Regions from separate parts of the Sus scrofa genome. Here region 1 is linked to region 2. Evidence: chromatin contacts called from public Hi-C data. All regions are on one chromosome and are shown on one strand. Each heading gives the region's core, a stretch centred on a gene start, on an enhancer-like site or on the middle of the called end of the contact. The rest is flanking DNA. Distances are from core to core; before and after follow the strand shown. Region 1 overlaps MTSS1 (metastasis suppressor protein 1). Region 2 holds the start of MTSS1 (metastasis suppressor protein 1).

Region 1 (2,723 bases), core at 157-2,656, 50 kb after region 2:
TAATACCACATATTTGTTATCCATCCATGGATGCTTTAGGTTGCTTCTATATCTTGGCTGCTCTAAGTAAAGCTTAAGCCATTTTTGTTTTCTTCAGGATGTGATTTAAGCTTCAGACACTCTCGTTTTGTTTGATTGTGTTCCATATAAATTTGGCATGAAATGCTGTCTGTGTCTAGTCACGGGGGCGGGGGGGTGTTTGTGCACATTCACCGGAGGAAGATGTCCTGGTCCTCGCCCCTCCCCACTCTTGCCCCCTCCTCTGAAACAGAGCTTGGCGGGCAGCTGCTTAGCTGGCCTTGCACTTAGCCCTTGGCCCAGGCAGCCCACTTCACCCTGTGCACTGTGTCTGGCCTCCTCCTTCCTGACTGCAGGCTTCATGCTGCCTCACAGGGGCCAAGACTGGCTGCTCCAGCCTCCTCTCTATGTTCTTACCCCATAAGAATGGAGGCTACAGGGAGAGGCTTGCAGCCAGCAGGGCTGAGCCCAGCACGAGGGAGGGAGGCTGCTGAAGACGGCGGTGGCACACACGGTAATAAGTGGCTTCCCCATCCTGCTTTCGCTCTGCATACACATAACCACAAAAATCAGTGCAGCATGAAATGGAAAAGTTCTTCTGGTGCAAACGTGCCTTTGTTGTTAGAGTTAAGAAATTGCAGAGCTTGCTGGTGAAGAACCTTTGATTTGGATTGAATGACAGCCTGTGCCTTTTGTTTTGTTTTTGTTTTTGTTTTTGTTTTGTGGTGTGACCTTTGGCAAGTTGCTTTCATCTCTGTGTACCTCAGTTTCCTCATCTGTGAAGTGGACTTGATTATGGCACCTATGTAGGGTTGCGGGGAAGAGCCTTTGAGAATAGGTGTGAAGGGCCTGGCCCCTCGTAGCCTGCAAGTGCTAAACTATTAGAGTGAAGAAAAAGCTCTTGTTTATCAGTGTGCACGAATGTGCCAGGCACTGTGCTGCAACATGCTTGATATAGAGTAGATCAATGAATCCTTATACAAGAGTTGTTCTGAGAGAGAGAGAGGGTGTTGATTTAAACTGAACAGTGGTCAGGCTGCCATTATCATTGAGATAATATGAAATATGTGTAGGATGGGTATATTTTCATTGTGGATGTTTTAAATACTTACACACACACACACACACACACACACACGCCAGCAATAACAACTGGGACTGGTGCAGAAGAGTCCCTTTCACGGGGAAATAGTTTCTCCGATGTGACCACCGCAGGAGTCCCGGGGTTGGCCCTTGTCTCTGCTGAAGAGGGGGGTGATGCCGAGTGGACACTTAGTGACTTGAGTTTATCATTTGCTCTTTCTTTAAAAGAACGCCCCGGCTCCCTGTGTTGTTTGAACACCACCGTTTGTGTAACGATTCCAAAGTCTAGCTTTTCACTTGGGAGGAGGCGGAACACAACGATCCTCTTCTCTAACACTGACCTTGGGCCTTTACCGCAGTGGGGGTGGGGGTGGTGAGGGGGGCCGGGGGTTCCTTTCTGCTCCGGCTCTGCCCCTTCCTCCCCAGGTAGCCTGGAATAAGATCGCTGACTTGTGTCCATGCGATTAGGCAGCTCCCTTCCTGCGGTCTAAAGAAACCACCCCTGTGGCCCAGAGGGTCTCTGTGGGCTGGCTTAGCTTTCCTCTTGGAGGACGGAGCGCTGGGGTTCGAATAGATGCAGAGCAGCCGCTGTCTAAGAGGCGGCTGGAGTGGCTGTGAGAGCACCTGCTTTGCTCGAGGGGCGTGCCCTTCATTCATACAGTAGAAGCCCTGAACCCGGCCCCGGGAACGTTCCCTGACACCTGCAGCGGGTTATTGAGTTTCTCTATTAAGAGCCCCTTGGTGATCAGGTCCCGGGTGATCTTTCAAAGAGATTCTATGATAGAAGTATTGTAATAATATACTATTAGTGTAATAGGTATTTTATAAACGACTAATACAATAGGCATGTTATATAGTGCACCCTGGAAGCCAAGTGCCATGGTCGTGACATACAAATAGCCTTTTTTTTCTGTCTTTTTTTTTTTTTTTTTTTTTTTTTGCCGTTTTTAGGGCCGCTTCCCACAGCATATGGAGGTTCCCAGGCTAGGGGTCTAATCGGAGCTGTAGCCACCGGCCTACACCAGAGCCACAGCAACGCAGGATCCGAGTCGCATCTGCAACCTACACCACAGCTCATGGCCACACCGGATCCTTAACCCACTGAGTGAGGCCAGGAATCGAACCTGCAACCTCATCATTCCTAGTCGGATTTGTTAACCTCTGAGCCACGATGGGAACTCCCCTTTTTTTCCCTTACAGCTCTCCTCCTTGCTTTTACCTGGGAGTGACGCTGCTCTGCCTGTGTGCTCTCACCTTGCTAGGGGCTTCCTTCTTTGTCACTTTGAACTGAGATCAGAGGCCACAGCTGGCTGGCCCTGGCCCCTGCAGGCTGGATGTCTGGAGGGATGGGGGCCTTTTGGAGGAGATGCCGTCTCACCCCTGGCCCTGGGCTGCCTGCTGCTGGGCCTTGCCTGGGATTCTGAGCTGGGGATTGAGTTGTTGGAGAAGCCCTGTGCCGTAGGTGTGGTGGTCCCAGCCAGAAAAGAAGTTGCTATTAAGAAAATCTCTCCTGGAGGGACCCGTCTGTCTCTCACGCTTTATATACCGAAACCTGAAACTCCCCATGGAACTCCGTGTTTTCTCTGTGTGTTTCCCAGGGCTTAGGGTATAAATAGCAATCA
Region 2 (2,730 bases), core at 116-2,615:
ATCTGGCTCTACAAGCAGCGATCCTGATTAGTATAATACCGTTAGCATTAAAATCATAATAATGAATATGATTAAGAGTCAACTATCTGTCAAGCACTGTTATTGACAAAGTGAAGATGAAACCTTATGCATCCAAATGACCTTGGAGACAGAAGCCAGTAGGTTGCCCAAGAGATCAGAATTCCAGAAGTAACACCCCTCATGATTTGGGGAAGAGGGGTGGAGAGGGGGGTTGTGGTTAAGAGTGGGGCAGAGTGGCCCAGGGGAAAATGATTTTCTGCAGCTGATCTGCAGCTCCATGCATTTCTTTGGCTCAAGCCGTTTTCAAAGCCAGCTTTTTCCTATTTCTGAGTCTGATATAAGTCTCTCCAGCATTTTGCACGTGGTTCCTCATTACCTTCCTTCCCACACACCTATTTTCTTTTTGTCCTGCTTTGTGCTTCAAACCCAGCTCAAAGCTCAAGGGTCAAGGGAACAGCCCAGACTCGGGGGCTTACGCTTGAAGGTCTTTCAAAAGCTTTTTATTTGATTCCCCTCCTCCTTGCCTAGTTGATATTGATCTAAATGAGGGATCTCTGTGCAGTTAGGCGGTGGAATTGGGTAAATGAACCACCAACCCCCAAATCAACCTGGGCCCACTTGTGCTTTTTCCAGGTTAAACCTCTCCACCAGGCTCATTGCAGTGACGCCAACACCCGATGTCTTCAGTGCGCCTGGAAAACAACGGTCCAAGGCACGAGCAGTCAGCAATCTCTATAAAGTAATGAAAATAGCACATGGAAGTTCTAACGCTATTTATTTTGCAATGTCAAATCAATCCACTTTCCCAGCGTCCGGCAACTTGATTGAACTGGGCATCCCGCTGCAGGATACGCCTCCGAACTCTCCTTAATTACATATTCGGCTGTTTGCAATCAAGACTTGGCGTAGCAGTTCTGATAACACAGAACGAACGGGCCTCTTCTCGGAAGCCTGCAGTAGCAGCGGCGGCAGCAGCAACGGCAGTTTTCCCGCCCTATCGAGCGCTCCCTAGATGCGAGGTACTGCGCTAAGCGTGCCAGCGTGCTTGTCCCCGAGGTCGGCGGCTGCACCCTCCGTGCCGGGCGCTTGCAGCCATTGTCGGGTGGGCGCCTAACCGCGTGCCGACACGCCCTCTCGGCTCCGCAACCAGCCGCCTAGGAGAAAGGGGGCTGCTCGGCGCAGGAGGCTCCCACAGGGGCGGAATCCTTCTCGCACCGCTAGCACGCTCACCCGCCAGCCGGCTCCTCTCCGAGGCCGGCGCCCCACGCGCCTCCCGGGCACGCGCTCCCAGCCCCGCCCGCGTGCGGCGGACGCACGGCCCCGAGAGCGCGCCCTCCCCGCGCCGGACGCACGGCCGCGAGCGCGCGTGCGCCCCTGCGAACGTCCCCGGGAGCCCAGCTGGAGCGAGCGCCCGGGCCCGGCGCGCAGGACTGAAAAGGAGGCGGCGGCCGTGGCTGCGAGCAACAGATCCCGGCGTCTCGAGCAGACCCGTTCTTGCAGCTGGGCGATTTTTTTTTTTTTTTAATTTCAAGAACGTTTGTTAAATTAGAAAATCTTGCATTTTTAAATGGCGCTGGCCCCGGGTCAGCGGGCGGTTTTCTCTTTTTCAAGATGGGCTTTGCTGTTTCTGCCGTGGGCACCAGTGGTGGCCTGATTGTCAGTCTTGTCCGGGCATTTTTAAGGCCAGGAGCAGAGCACTGCATGTAGGCGCCCTACAGAGCGGTTTGGCTTTTTAAATTATTTTATTATTTTGGGCAGAGAACAGTCGATCTCGGGCATTTCGTCCTCTTTGCACAAGAGGCTGCGAGTTGGAGGTGGGTCGCTCGGAGGGTGAAATTACTCCCGGGGTGAGCGATCCCCAGCTCCGCACACAGTCCAGGCGGCCCCGAGTGTGTGTCCTGTCCCTGCTGGCGCTGGGAAAATGGAGGCTGTGATTGAGAAGGAATGCAGCGCGCTCGGAGGCCTCTTCCAGACTATCATCAGCGACATGAAGGTAGGACGCCGGGGGCGCGGCTGCGGCGGCGGCGGCCGCCGTACAGTGACCTCGCTACCAGGCTTCGCCTCCGCCCCGGGCCAGCCGCCGGGCCCTTGCCTGCGCGGTGGCCGCCGGCCACCTGCGGGAGCGCTCCGGCCCGGATGTCACCTGCTCACCCGGGGCGCCGCTCCGGGCTAAGCTGGGTCACCTGGCGGGCGGCTTCTCTGGGGGTATCTGATGCCCTCTGCCCTGTCCCCCGCTCATTGTCCCAGGGGGCGGCACCATCTCGTTTCCCTGGGGGCCAAGGGCCCCGGCTCCAAGTTTTCTATTGTCTGTCGCTGGACGGAGTGTCTGCGACCCGCAGAGGCTAGATGCCTGGGCGGACACCTGATTCCCTGGGGTTCGGGGTGGAGGCGCCTGGCGTGGTAGTGGGGAGAGCGTGGGAGCTCTGCCCAGCGGTGGGAAGGAGCTCCCCGGCCCATGAGACTGAGAGGGCTCCCACGTTGGCTTTCAGATTCACCTGGAGGTGATCGGAGCAAATTAGGTATTAATTAGGCTCTTCCAAACCTGGTGAAGGTGTGCATACCTCCCCTCAGCCCTCCCCGGGGCGCGGAGCAGAAGTTCCGAAGCAGTCTTGCGGTGGGGGAGCTGAATGGGGGCTCTTCCTCTGGATGAGGATCCCAGCCTGAAGGCAAGACTAGGTCGCCTTAAACAACTGTATCCCCCACCCACCA

The links. Hi-C and Micro-C count contacts between places; a contact is called where the count stands out from the background.
Region 1: a Hi-C map of liver shows a contact between it and region 2, with 3 times the contacts expected there. The contact joins the enhancer-like site here to the promoter of MTSS1 in region 2. A contact is called at or near these places in 2 of 5 promoter capture datasets (both in liver), 6 of 47 Hi-C or Micro-C datasets (fetal liver, liver and skeletal muscle) and 2 of 2 datasets of contacts at active chromatin or transcription factors (alveolar macrophages and skeletal muscle).

The regions. Positions count from the first base shown.
Region 1 is chr4:14,981,400-14,984,122 of Sscrofa11.1, forward strand. All of the region lies in intron 3 of MTSS1 (metastasis suppressor protein 1), which reads left to right. Among named protein-coding and RNA genes, the nearest start is that of MTSS1, 49 kb to the left of the region's middle. Within about 2 kb of position 1,407, at least 19 of the 83 cell types and tissues checked have an H3K27ac peak or open chromatin away from gene starts, as enhancers often do. A contact at or near this core is called in alveolar macrophages, fetal liver and liver, where this site is marked.
Region 2 is chr4:14,931,925-14,934,654 of Sscrofa11.1, forward strand. MTSS1 (metastasis suppressor protein 1) reads left to right here and starts at 1,366. Exons shown (of 15, transcript XM_021088945.1): 1 at 1,366-2,014. The coding sequence starts at 1,943. LOC106509968 (a long non-coding RNA gene) reads left to right here and starts at 2,023. Exons shown (of 2, transcript XR_002343109.1): 1 at 2,023-2,730.